Regions from separate parts of the Sorghum bicolor genome. Here region 1 is linked to region 2. The links are chromatin contacts, called in public HiCAR-type maps. All regions are on one chromosome and are shown on one strand. Each heading gives the region's core, a stretch centred on a gene start, on an enhancer-like site or on the middle of the called end of the contact. The rest is flanking DNA. Distances are from core to core; before and after follow the strand shown. Region 1 holds the start of LOC8066130 (lysine histidine transporter 2). Region 2 holds the start of LOC110436825 (glyceraldehyde-3-phosphate dehydrogenase 1, cytosolic-like).

Evidence for each region. HiCAR-type assays count read pairs that join an accessible place to other places.
Region 1: a HiCAR-type map of leaf shows a contact between it and region 2, with 2.2 times the contacts expected there. The contact joins the promoter of LOC8066130 here to the promoter of LOC110436825 in region 2. A contact is called at or near these places in 1 of 4 Hi-C or Micro-C datasets (leaf) and 1 of 1 datasets of contacts at active chromatin or transcription factors (leaf).

What each region holds. Positions count from the first base shown.
Region 1 is chr7:2,349,030-2,356,453 of Sorghum_bicolor_NCBIv3, reverse strand. It overlaps LOC8066130 (lysine histidine transporter 2), which reads right to left and starts at 4,763. Exons shown (of 7, transcript XM_002443752.2): 1 at 4,319-4,763; 2 at 3,998-4,161; 3 at 2,169-2,946; 4 at 1,942-2,047; 5 at 1,725-1,816; 6 at 1,564-1,632; 7 at 912-1,471. The coding sequence starts at 4,393. The coding sequence ends at 1,373. It overlaps LOC8066129 (lysine histidine transporter 2), which reads right to left. Exons shown (of 8, transcript XM_002443751.2): 8 at 7,257-7,424.
Region 2 is chr7:2,309,802-2,316,551 of Sorghum_bicolor_NCBIv3, reverse strand. It overlaps LOC110436825 (glyceraldehyde-3-phosphate dehydrogenase 1, cytosolic-like), which reads right to left and starts at 4,586. Exons shown (of 11, transcript XM_021464381.1): 1 at 4,404-4,586; 2 at 4,273-4,296; 3 at 4,050-4,150; 4 at 3,431-3,546; 5 at 3,243-3,342; 6 at 2,580-2,726; 7 at 2,430-2,490; 8 at 2,232-2,329; 9 at 1,697-1,839; 10 at 1,358-1,441; 11 at 772-1,212. The coding sequence starts at 4,407. The coding sequence ends at 1,077.

The sequences.
Region 1 (7,424 bases), core at 3,514-6,013, 40 kb before region 2:
TTCCCAGAGAGCTAGAGGCTTTGTATGGATTTGGATAACACTAGGAAGGAGGAAGCTACCAATGAGATGGGCATCATAGGGAGAAGTTTGAGGTCTATCTAGATCTTGCTAAGCAAGAAGTCATTGAAGAGGAGGCTAGCACGTGGATGAGGAGGATCCCCACAAGTGGAGGAAGAGGATTCCCATGTGTGGTGAAGGAGGCTTGCATGAAAGTGAGATCTAATGGTGACGGCATGTGCAAGACTAGAAACCACGTTGCGGCACTAGGTGTTCATGATGCAGCCATCCAAAAATGAAACGGGTGAGAGGAGATACATTGTGAAAAGTGATAGGCCTAGACCAAATCTATCACCTTCCATCTAGTAAAAAGTGATGAGTAAATCATGTCTTGTTACTTTTGGGTATCCCACGAAGACTTATCACTTGTTTGTGTAGTAACGAGTGTTATTATAGTGTGTCACTTTTAAACATAAAAGTGACACCCTTTTCTTTAGCTTAACCCAAAGTTCATAAAAGTGATATACCTTGTTTCCCTCCATCACTAAAGAGTCATTAGTGATGTGCCTTAGGGGCGCATCACCTTTGCCCTTATCACTAATATGTGTTTTCATGTAGTGAAGGTATTGATGCTCACCCGGTGATCAAGAGGTGATCAATAGTCATGGATCAATGAAGGTAGCAATTTAGGTGGAGAATAGAGGATAGGAGTGAGGATGGTATGGGTCGGCTTGATAACTGGGAACTCGGTGCATAGGGTGTGTGCTGATTATTTGGGGGTCTTAGGGGCGAAAGAGGAAGAGGTTTTGAGCTGGCCTAAGGTGAGCCTGAAGTACAACTGATGATCATCATTGTATTTTTTTATTAATTGACTGAAAATGCGGGGAAACTCTCCCTAAATTACTCAAAAAAACCAACAGATACAAAGCACCATTTCCATTCTCTAAAAAAAATACAAAGCACCACGCTTCCATTTTCGCGTTTATACATACAAAAAAGCTAACATTCCCTGAATATAAAGAAGTATGAAGAAAAACTACATACACATGTATATAATCCACTCCAAGCAAACTCCTAGGTTAGGCCATGACTAAGGGAAGCTTGACATGTCAGGAACATTCATCAACTGGAACACGTTTTAGGCCATGATGGTATTCCCTTTTTGGCACGACAAAGAACTCACAATAGACATTATAATCGATTGCCGATTAGCGCATCTGATGCAAGCTTTTTGTCATTCCAAACAAGTAGTTCAGAATCCCGTGGTACAAAATCCAAAACCTGTTCACCTGATGATGTGGCCTGAGACTTGTCAGGGTCTCTGTTGTAGTTGGTTAAACAAGGGGTTTGCACTGTGTTGGACAATCATGCATGTTTACTGGTAGAAATGGTATGTCTTGGCACTAATAATGATGTTCCGGAGTCCTCCAATCGGCGCCAGTACCATCAGAAGCACTCCAAGAATAATGCAGATCTGAATAATAGGGAGAGCACAGGTAAGTTAGACGACAGCAGATTAATTAAGCCTGATAAGATAGGCTGGACTGTGAATTAGTTGGTTCTTACCCAGTTGGTGAACCATGAGAGGCTGAACCTTTTGGGCTTGTAGATTGCGAGCCACATGATGCAGGGAAGCTGGCAGAAAAAAAAAAGATTGGTCAGCTGTCATATTGTCATGTTACATTCTGAAACCCAAAACAATTGGATAGTCATCGACTGGAACTTACGAAATAAGTTGTCGGTGCGAACGCGAATCCACCAAAGAAACTTAGCAATCCATCAAAAAAGGGGAAGGTGATGGCTATGAACATTGTGAACGCTGCACACATGTGACATCTTGTCAGTCTTATTTCTTGAGGATGAGACTGTGAGAAGCTCATCTGGTTAGCACAGCTGGCTTTAAGAGTTTAGACTGAAAAGGTTGTGTTCAGACAAAGGCATTACCAACATAAACAGTACGGGCAATCAGACGGAGCATCAGGCCAGGAGGGAACCGCAGCTTCTTCACCAGCACCGTCTCCATCATGTCGAACACCGGCATCGCATAAATCTGTGCAGCCATATATCCATCATTCAGTTCAGCATCTTCCATGTATGTATACATCTATACATGCTTGACTTGGAAGAAGTTGGAAGACATATATGTATATATGTACAATAATATGTACTACCTGGTAGCTGCCAATGACATGGATGACGACCATCATGTTGGCGAGGGCAATGAGCCACTTAGGCCTGGAGAGCGTGATGAGGATGTCGCTGTCAACAGTATTGCCAAAGGCCCAGTAACCGACGAATGACACAGGGAAGTAGCACAGCGCGACGACGATGTAGGCGACGACGACGCCCTTCCACATGGGCTTCTTGGACGGCTTCTCCGGCGTCGACGGGATGGTGGCCTGGATCTCCAGCACCACGTTGTGCCCGGCGTAGGCGAACGCCACGGTGCCTAGCGCTCCCAAGAAACCGAACACCTTCCCAGGCGTCGTCGTCGCGCGCATCCCGTAGTCGACGTTCGCCGCTTTCCCCTTGTCCACCGACGCGCCCCACGCGATGGTGGAGTAGCTGAGCGACATGACGGCGGCGGCGAGGGACACGCCGGAGATGGAGTTGAAGTTGGGGAGCTGGGAGAGGACGAAGTGGACGGAGGCGAAGATCATGATGAAGTAGGTGAGCTTGAGTTGCTTGCAGCTCTCGCAGACGGTGTCGTGGAACTTCTTCAGCGACGTGCCGCCGGTGACCATGTAGACGATGTTGACGCCGACCTCGACGACGAGCTGCTGCGGCACGACGATCCACAGGCCCAGCCGCTCGCCGAACGCGTGCTGCCCGAGCTCGTGGTACCGGTCGAAGCGCTTGCCAGGGACCATCTCGTGCATCTCCACCATCTGCCACAGCGTGTACAGCGTGATGATCCATGACAAGATCATAATCGTGACGCCAGCGCCCCTGCAATTGACAGGAATATATAACAAAATTATATGTATGTAGGGTTGGTTAATGTTCATCCATGACAAGTGTCACACGGATGACTGATATGTTCAGCTTCAGCGAGTATATAGGTCGTGGGATTCGAACAGAATGGGCCGAAAGTCAGCGAATTTTGTCCGTCATTTCGGTGAGGCCAAAAATGACTTCATGCATAGCAAAAAAAAAAAAAAAAACTCAGCCCAATTTGGAATTTCAATCTAACCAGCCAAAGCCCAAATGTCCACAAATCGTCCCTTTCTCTTGTGCATAGAAGGGGAAATTAATCCTAATCGGTCCGTTTAGAACAGCTTCTCTACCGATTTCACGAGCTATTTTTATACCAAACAGGATAAAATAAAACAAGTTTACTCAGGAAGCCTCTTAAATCATGCTCTCACAAAGGTTTGTGATGGTATGGAATCAAAAATAGTGGATTCACTCAGCTTCACTTTGTTCTAGTGGGCGAATTTTGTCCGTCATTTCGGTGAGGCCAGAAATATATGGAGCTATATTGCCAAACGGTTTTCTAAAATGGCTCAAGCTCTATTTCGATAGAGCTATTCATAAAGTAAAAAATTTTGAGGGAACCACGCCAAATGAGCCATAGTTTCCTCCTTTTACCTCTCGAATATAAAATTTCAGTCGAATTTCTTAATAAAATCTAGAATCTTTTGACTAGTCAACACATAGGGGATCCCAGTGTGGAACCAAAAGTCATATATTTCGATAGGAGCCATGACAAACATTAATTATGCAACACCGTACTTTGTCTGTCAAGAATAAAATCAAACTAGCTTAACTTAAGTTTATATTAAACAGTATTAATATTTATGTTCCCAACTAAGTTTACAATTAAATTAATGATACTTATTTTGTATATCATAATGCTATTATTATTTCATATAAACTCAGTCAAACTTCTAATTGCTTGAATCACTGATGAGCGAAAATTGCAAAAATAAAAATTGAGTGGGGAAATATACTAGCTAGCTAGATAGATACTGTAATTGACAAATATACATATGCATACCAGCCGAGCTCGGACATGGCGTAGGGAAGGCCGAGCACGCCGGCGCCGACCATGGCGGTGACGTTATGGAACGCAGAGTACCACCACTTGGCGTTCCTCGACGCGTTGATGGGGAGCCAGTTGTCGATCTCCGCCGCCTTCTCCTCGGCGCTCCTGCCGCCATCCTGCATACGGAGTCGATCTGATTAATTCATCGCACTACATATACAGGTCACACACACACACAAGCAAAGCTCGAGTCGTCTTCACAGCAGAGAGCTAGAGCTAGAGCTAGAGCTAGCTAGGTTCATGCATGGTGAATCGGCGACGGGGACGGCGTACCCTGGCCGGAGAATAGTTGGCCGCCGGCGGCGGCCCTTGCTGCGTCGTCTCCATGGACGGCTGGACTGCCGCCATCACCTAACGCACACGCACGATTGGATAATGGATGCTGCCAATGCCAAAAGATCAGAGAGAGCAATGGAGTTTGGAGAGGGAGGAACAACAGGGAGGACTATATATGGGAAGACAGGACAGGAATTGAAGCGAAGCTACTACAACTTAACACAACCCATGGCTTTTTTTTTCTTCCAGCAGGTAGCTGGAGTTGTGTCTCATCGAACCAGGCCATCCGATGATCTATCTGATCTGTCCATCGTCTGAAAGCATGCAGGAGAAGAAATTCGCTTCCTCGCTTTTGATTTGTCACTGTCAGTGTGTGTGCACTCTCGACTGGTCAAACCCTCACGTTGCACTCTCTGATAACGTGATGGACTTCCATGCGTCGATCGATCGTCGTCTAATTCTCCAGCTTCAACACAAAAATACGCGCTAATACAATAATATATATGTATGCGTGCATGTGTCATCGATCTAGACTCTAGTAGAGAGAACGATGCAAATTGATTAATCAAAGTCAAGGAGTGTGCGGCCGTGCGCCGTGTGACGATCAAAGTTTCCTCGTTGAAAAACTTACACCACCACAAATCCTGTGGAACAGTTGAAGTGTCGCTGATGCTGAAAGCGACCGACTTCGTTTTACTGTTTGCAGGTTTCCGGCTGGACGAAACGTGTCGACGGAAATTGTATTGTAGACAAGTCTCTGCCCTGCTGCCTAGGTTGCTACCATAGTTTTTAATCTTCCACTATAGCTGCCGCTATAATTTGTTATAGTCTTTTGAGGCAAGATATTGCTATTTATGTTCACGTGCTATATCCCGCTATAGTCTAATTCAACTCTGCTATTAGTTATTTTAGAGATATACCGCTAAACACTTTAATTAGCTCGCTATTTAAAACATTGGTTGGTACACATGGATCGTCGACTTAAGTGTCCTGGTCTTGCCGTTCTCTGCGACTTGGGCTTACACGGCCGACCACGATATGTACTCCCTCCATACTCAAAATAGTTGACGTTCTGAGTACTCGTGAAGAAATCGCGAAACTTGTCGTGGTGGGTTTGCAGCTGCGTGTACGGACGAGTATACCCTTGCTGCCGTCCGCTCGGCTCCCAGACTGAAATGAGGAATGGCTTCAGCCGCCTGCTCATTAGTGGCTAGGTGCCGTCTCCTCGGCTCTGGTGCAAACAATAAAAAAGTGACCCGTTCTCTGCTCTTGCATAGAGAGACTCGTGGCGCATGCGCGCCACAGCGGGGCGAATCGCCTTACCGCAAGCCATGCAAAAGAAAAAGGGTGGCCCCAAGACTCGAACCAACGACCTCCGGCCTCGGTCTGCGGAGCTCACGCCACTCGAGCTATGGCAGATTACTGTCAAAGAAGCAATCGCAACGCTATTTAATAGGGGCGAAATAGGAAAACTAACCCCTGCTTAATCATTCCTTGGTTAGCGCATTTCTGTCTAAAACGTCAACAAAATCGAGTATGGAGGGAGTATGTATATATATATAGCCAACTGATAAATATATAGCGTATTATTAGCGTGTGTTTCTCTTCAACCCCGTATTTTTGCGTCGGGCACACGGATCTTGAAAAATCTCGAGGTTTCAAGTCCAGGTTCCATCTGGTATGATGATTGCATTCGATTTTTCATTGACTTTTTTTTGTTACATTTCTGTGAACACTATAAGTTTCTTATATCAATATATACAGCTGTATATATGCTTCGGACTTTTCTTCACCGGGAATTGCTACCGTGCTTCCAAAAAAGAATTCGACCACCCGTGAAACTGGCCAACCAAGTTGCTGACAAAACGTGACGATAAATTGATACTGAGACCGAACACACGCAAACAAGATGTACTAATCACTATGTAAGAACATATAGCTAAATAGTGACGAACCTTAGTGCACACGTCAGCAGTGACCGGTCAAATATGACGGTTGTTCGTGATCCAAATTGGTAGGAAATCGAATCATTCGGCTTTGAATGAAGAAGACCTACATGGTTAGAATGAATTTCGTCCTCGTCAAAACGATTGACATGAATATGTAGGTGGAATGCTTAATAAATTTGGAGTCTAGATGAGAAAGTTATATCCTTCATAAGATTCTTCTTCGAGAAAACAGGGTGATTCGATTTTGGAAAAGGGAATCCAATTTTTGATAGTATTGTATCAATTTGGGGGTGTTTAGTTCCCATTTTTTTTCAAATATTTTGGATTTTGGTTCATCATTTTGCAAAATAGAACTAAACATCATGCAAAATTTTTAGCAAAAATGTAGTTATTCTCCATTTTGGATTTTGGCCTCAAGAGGTAAAAAAAAACCCAAAATGAGCTTTAAGAGGCTTCATGAGGACAATAGATTCTGTATTTTGGATGGAACTAAACATGACTCTGAAAATTTTGATATTTTGCATTTCATCACTCCAAAGTAGTTGACATTTTGCATTTTGGATTCTATGGGGAACTAAACACCCCCTTGAACCGATTTTAACTGTAAAGCTTAACATATTTCGGCTTGCCCAATACGAATACAAAGGGGCCTGACCAATCGATCAACAGCGATCTTGGGCTGGATCTGACCCATGTCACGCATCGGCTTTCCTTGGTGGCTCTGACGCCTATCATCACGGCAGTAGGTGGCCATCTTTCTCAACGATGGCAGTTGGACCTCCCGCCAAATCTCATGTATTGGGGGCAAGATTTCCTCCTCAACTTTGAAGAGTTGAAGGATTTTTTTTCTCGAAACGCAAAAGATTTGCGTATCATTGCATTTAAGAAGGAAAACTATTTGTCATACAAACGACGCGCATCAAGCGCGCTAGGTGGTCTGCAGCAAGTTATGAGGACCCAACTCTGTTGCATTGTCATAACCCATGTTCCATATTTTGAAATGGATTGACCTCTGTGCTTCTTATGCTACAATCCTCTTCCTGCCAAGCCTCCTTTCTCCTCAGTCCATAGAGAATGGGGGGCTACTGGAGATGCTCTAATAGCAGCTCAAACAATTTATTTTTTTTACTAGTGACAGAACGCACACCAACGGC
Region 2 (6,750 bases), core at 3,337-5,836:
TGAACCTAATCGGCCAACCCTTCACTTCAACCATGCGAATTCATCTACCATAGCTTCATTGGCTCCTCTCCTTTTACCTACCCTCTCGTGGGAGTGGGACTCGGCGATCTAGGACCACAACACTAAACTTGTGTAAGAGTGTAAGTCAGTTAAATACTAAGATGGAGGAGAGTGAAGAGAAGAGAGAGTAAAAGCAGACTATAAGTTAAGTTTACAGGCGATTTAGACACAAAAATCAAGAAAGTTTACGCGAGAGATAAGTAGGTCATGTATTAATAGTGATAAGCTAACCACTATATGAGTGATCTGCAAAAGATTTTAAAAAAACTTTATAGCCAATAACTAGCTATATTATTAACCTTGCTCTAATCGACGAGTTGGCTGAGTGCCTGAATCTGCAACAAAGTGAGCACCACTGGCCTGCTGCAACCAACCGGTCACAGGCTGGGCATGGGATTCAGAATTCAGAACCACAATGCAAACACAATCGTCGTTCTTCCAACTACCACCAGAAGACCATTGTGTGCCCGGCATCGTTTGCCACCATAGCTTTCATTGGCTCCTCTCCTTTTGGCTACCCTCTCGTGGCCGTAGCCCTTCGGACTCTAGCGGCCCACAGCACTACACTTGCCTGTGTAATCGGAGCGTTTGCTGAGTGCCTGAATCTGCAACAAAATGAGCACCACTGGTCCACTACAACATATGCTCGCTTATCACACAAAAGGAAGCACCAAAAGTACCAAAAAACAAGTTAGGAAATATAAGACCAGATTTCTCAACACAGAACGAAAACTATTATTTCCGAAGGACCAGCTCATCTATGCAACCAAACCAGCTAAACACAGCAAAACTGCAACCCCACTGTTTATATTCTTCACAAAGCAAAAACTAAACTCAGGTCCCATATTAGCGAATTCGTTACAGGATGGTAGCAGAAAAGGAAACAGAAGACAAAACATGCCCAAACTCAGCATGAATCCAGCGTCCAGACAAGGCACCATTCACATTTATTCTCAGCATAGACAAGCAGCAGGATGGACAGCGACCAAGACCATCGATGGGGAGCAGAAAAATCTCTACTGGGTCTTGAACATGTGGCGGATCAGGTCGACGACGCGGTTGCTGTAGCCCCACTCGTTGTCGTACCACGAGACGAGCTTGATGAAGTTGTCGTTCAGGGCAATCCCGGCCTTGGCATCAAAGATGCTCGACCTAAGTGGAAACAGCAAAATGACAAATGAATACGGAGATTACACAAACGACAGATGAATCAGAGAACACCATCAGAATTCTACATAACAGTGTACCGTAGTAACCTGTTATGTTGGCTCCTAAATGATACAAAGCAAAGGCATACCTGCTGTCACCAACGAAGTCGGTGGAAACCAAATCCTCCTCCACGTAGCCCATGATACCCTTGAGTGGGCCCTCAGAAGCAGCCCTGTAAAGCAATAGAAATTAAGTCAATGTTGCTGTCGATCCTTACCAAAATGGACGGAGAAACAACAAGATCAAGATAGATGCAGGAAACATAAACATTGAGCATCAAATGTGATAGTAGCAATAAATCCAACAAGGAGTGTTGCGACATTCATAGGCATTAGTCTAAAAAGAACAGATACACTCACACTGACTGAATATTAAGAAATAAATAAATGGACTCCCCTAAACAAAAACAAATGGACTAATCACTTACTTGATAGCTTTCTTGATATCCTCATAGGAGGCACCCTTCTCGATTCTGACAGTGAGGTCAACAACTGACACATCCACTGTGGGAACCCGGAAGGACATACCAGTGAGCTTGCCATTCAAATCAGGAAGAACCTTACCAACAGCCTGCAATTCATCGACATTGAAAATAAGCATTCCAAGTATATTCATCATCAGAACGGAACAGCTACCAATTTTGTAAGAACTACAATAAGCAGCAAAATGAGGTGAAATATTGTAGATTTGGCATCTCCAGGTGTGGGCATAGCTAAAATATCATGTTGTCATGTTTGAGAACAGTTGCAACAGTTCAACATGTGCTGACAGTGACACTTGTATTTTTTTTAATCTCAACATCAAAGATGAATTTACACTGAATGATTGCGTAGATGGGACTGCACTGTGTTATTCACAAAGCTAAGCGAACACAAAATAGAGCACAAATAACTGATTACTAGTTTGTGCAAACAACCGATACAGATTTCACTGCATACAACATTGTGAGTTTTATCCTATACCTTGGCAGCACCAGTGCTGCTGGGAATGATGTTGAAGCTGGCGGCCCTGCCACCTCTCCAGTCCTTGGCTGAGGGTCCATCAACAGTCTTCTGGGTGGCTGAAAGATAAGCATCATGTTGTCATTTTACAGCCAACCACAAGTACCAATCCTAGGACTAGGGAGTATGAAGATTGCTCAACAGCCAAAGAGAGCTCACCAGTGATGGCATGAACAGTTGTCATCAAGCCCTCAATAATACCAAAGTTGTCATGAATGACCTGGTTTATGACATTAGACATCATTAATAAATGATTCTACATTGGAACAGCAGAAACAACTAAAAAAGCTTAAGAGAAGGACAACACACCTTAGCAAGGGGAGCAAGGCAGTTCGTGGTGCAGCTAGCATTGGAAACAATGTTAATGTCCGAGGTGTACTTGTCCTCATTGACACCAACAACAAACATGGGTGCATCTTTGCTTGGGGCAGAGATAACAACCTTCTTGGCACCACCCTGTTGTTCAAAAGGAAAGTAAAGCTATTAGAAACATCCAATTTAACAGAGGAAAATACAAGCTCAGTAGTTTGACACAGCAAGAGTAAAGTGATAAGAGTAAAGAGGGTACAAGGGTTATCCTAGTCATGACACTGCACTACGAGTCTAATAATTTCAATCTAAGTCCAGTAACAGACTAACAGTACTTTTATAGCAATGAAACTGAAGTACATTCCAAAACCTCAGGTTATCACAGCATGTCAGAAGCAATCAACCAACTCAACTGGAAGTAACCAGCTATACTAAAAACAGCACTGCCTGATTGCAGCTCTTGAGCTTCCATGCAGCAGTACTAATAAGAATCTACTAGTGCAAACTTGTATACATTAAGCCCAACTACTTGGTGGGATCTCTAAATTTATGCACCACACATGTACAATCCATATTTGCGATCTGGGAGAACATGATACCCAAACAAGTGAAACAGCATATACATTCTGAAACAAGTAAAGGCTCGTGAAGCAGAAATTATACCTTCAGATGTGCAGCAGCCTTGTCCTTGTCAGTGAAGACACCAGTGGACTCCACGACATAGTCAGCACCAGCCTCACCCCACGGGATCTCCTCAGGGTTCCTGTAGAATTGCAGCAGTTCAAGCATCAGCTAACAACTTGAGCACATAAACTCAATCCATGTCTGAAAGAAGCAGGCGAGGGGAGTACCTGATGCCAAAGACGGTGACTGGCTTCTCACCGAAGAGAAGGGTCTTGGAGTCCTTGAGGGTGATTTCACTGTGCTTCCAGTGGCCGTGCACGGTGTCATACTTGAACATGTAGGTCTACGCAAGATGAGAGGGGAGCACATAAACCATGAGCACAGCACACAGATTTCAGGATTCAGAAACTGAAGTAAGCACCAAATCTGACACCTCAAGCTGTTCATACCAACAGATACTGATAAAGCCAGTAAATAACTTAAGGCCTTGTTTAGTTCCCAACAAATTTTGCAAAATTTTTCAGATTCCCCGTCACATCGAATCTTTAGCCACAAGCATAGAGTATTAAATATAGACGAAAATAAAAACTAATTGCACAGTTTGGTCGGAATTGACGAGACGAATCTTTTAAGCCTAGGTAGTCCATGATCGGGCAATATTTATCAAATACAAACGAAAATGCTACAGTGTCGATTTCCAAAAAAAAATTTTGAACTAAACAAGGCCTAAGTAAAACAACTCTGGAAGCTATGATTAACCAAATCGAGCATGCATGCTGACCCACCCTAAAATAACATAAAACTTCCAGGTGTACGGAACAAAAGCAACAGATCGAGAAGCATTACCATGTAATCCGTGGTGATGAAGGGGTCGTTGACGGCGACGAGCTCGACATCCTCGCTCTGGAGGGCGACCCTGGCCACGAGCCTGCCGATCCTTCCGAAACCTGAGCAAACGCAGATGCAGAGAGAGCGCTCTCAGATCAGCCCAAACCACAACCAAACAAGACCAAACGAGCTCGAGCAGGAGAAATAGCAATAGCATAGCTTAGGGGGGGTACAAACTCACCGTTGATTCCGATCTTAATCTTGCCTGCATCCAGAGATCCAGCCAGAAAAACCAATTGGTCAGATCTGAGTACGAAGCAAGAAGGATCAGCAATCAAACGGACAAATCCCAGGCGGGAGCGAAGAATTTACCCATGGCGAGTCAGGAGCGAGGACGGGGACGGGAGATGCTCGAGATAAGTGAAGCGTCTAGAAGCTGATATGGGATGAGATGGGGGGTTTAGCGGTTGCCCTTTTATAAAGCCCAGAGAAGGCAATGAGGAGAGAAAAAAAAAATCTTTTGTTAATTAATTAATGAATTAATTATTAAAGGAGAAAGCGAAATGCGACTACAGGGAGGACAAAATAAACAATGGGAGCAAATAATTGTGGAATGAGGTGCGGCGATGACCTGTCCAATGCGCCTTTCTCCAGAAGGCGTAGGCCGGGACAGGTGTCCGGATGACGTGTAGGCCCGGACAGTACCGCGGCCCACGTGTCATGGAGGGAGAAGTTCGTCTCGGGGGTAGGTGCGTTCCGTTGTTCCGCGCGTGGATTGTGGCGCAAGAAGAAGAAGAAAGTCATATTTCCTTCTCCATTTCTTTCTTTGCAAACAAAGGATAATAATAAAAATAAAGAAAAATACAACTAAAAAATAAAATTGTATCCCATATCTATATCTATAAAACTATAGCCTTATCGCGGCTTATTCTTGCAGCGGTATAATGCCATAATATATCTCATATCATATCATATCTAATATTTATATATATTATATCTACATCTATATTTACATATCCTATCTATACAAATAATATGAGTTTTCAAGAGTGAAAAATGTCTCTTCTTCAAAGCACCCGTTATAAATATGCTTTAAGATTATCATTTTTATCTTCTTGTCTTCCGGCATCTACTCTTTATCCCTATCAATCAATATACAATGATTTCTTTTTTGTCTATAAATTAAATTACTAGGACAGAGATTAAAGACTTACAGATGAATAACCTTTTCTCCGTTTCACTATAATTGTCACTGTTCTTTTAGACTTTCAATTTTCTCTTGTGTCGAAAAAACAAATAATGTTGATTATGCTATTATCTACACCCTTGCCAAGCTAACATCGTACTCGTGCACTTATATTTCATCATGTGTGGTTAGAATTGATATTGGTCTCTCTTTTTATGTTGAAAAATTGTGGCTCGGCACATGGATGCGCGCGCGCGGACGGGCCGAAAGTGGCTGGGGCAGGGTGTTCCAGCGGCGCACGGCGAGTGTTGGCCAGGTGACGGCGAGCTGAGGTCCCTGTGTCATGGCACCGAATCGACGTGGTGGATGAATTGGCACACTCGAGGTTGCATTGGCATTGCTGGCTTACTCAGCGTGGCCCCGTCGTCACTCGTGTTTGTGTGGACGAGCCAATCAGCCAACGATCGTATCATATGTATCCATCCATCCACGTGGTAGAGAGAGCGAGAGGACACGTGTTCTTCCCTTGCCCATAGTTGCCTGCCAAGGCCCAAGGGCATCTTCTTCTTCTTGTTCAGGTTCAGGCCTTGTCATATCGAATCTTATGACACATATATGAAACATTAAATATAGACGAAAACAAAAACTAATTACACAGTTTAGCTATAAATCACGAGACGAATCTTTTGACTCTAGTTAGTTTATGATTGAATAATATTTATTACAAACAAACGAAAGTGCTACGGTACCGCTGAAACCCCAACAGTGGCCGCGGCGGGGAGGAGCGTGGGCATGTGCGACATGCAGATGGCAGATGCAGATCCCGATGACCCCGAGACTAGGGCCTTGTTTAGTTCACCCAAAAAGCAAAAAGTTTTCAAGATTCCCTGTCACATCGAATCTTGCGGCACATGCATGAAGCATTAAATATAGACGAAAGCAAAAACTAATTACACAGTTTAGCTGGAAATCGCGAGACGAATCTTTTGATCCTAGTTAGTCCATAATTAGATAATATTTGTCACAAACAAACGAAAATGCTACAGTACTGAAATCCGAAATCTTTTCAGAACTAAACAAGGCCTAGCTGCCCCATGGGGAATGGAATATGCTATGCTCCACACATTCTCGGCGAATATGCCCGCCCCCGACTGGCAAGACCGACCACCACGCAGCAGCCGGCTGCCGGCTGCCGTCGTCGCGCACGGCCCGGCCGAGAGCCCACGACCGGCGACCACCAGCCCCCCTTCCTAAAACGTCCGCGCCGTCGTCGTGGTTCGTCAGATTCAGGGGACGCCCGACCGCGGATTTCCAGGCAAATCGTGCCACTGCCAGCGCCGATGGTTTTTCAGCATCTATATGTATATTTTTCTAATAATAAATTAACATATTTTTAATTATAATTTATTAGCTAAACGAACATACCTGCGTTCATGCTTTCAATTCATGGTCTTCCTCGTCGAGCCAGCCCGCCGCCACCTCGGCTCGGTGTGCACTCTGGTCTTGTTTTTTTTTTTTGTCTCTCCTGTATAC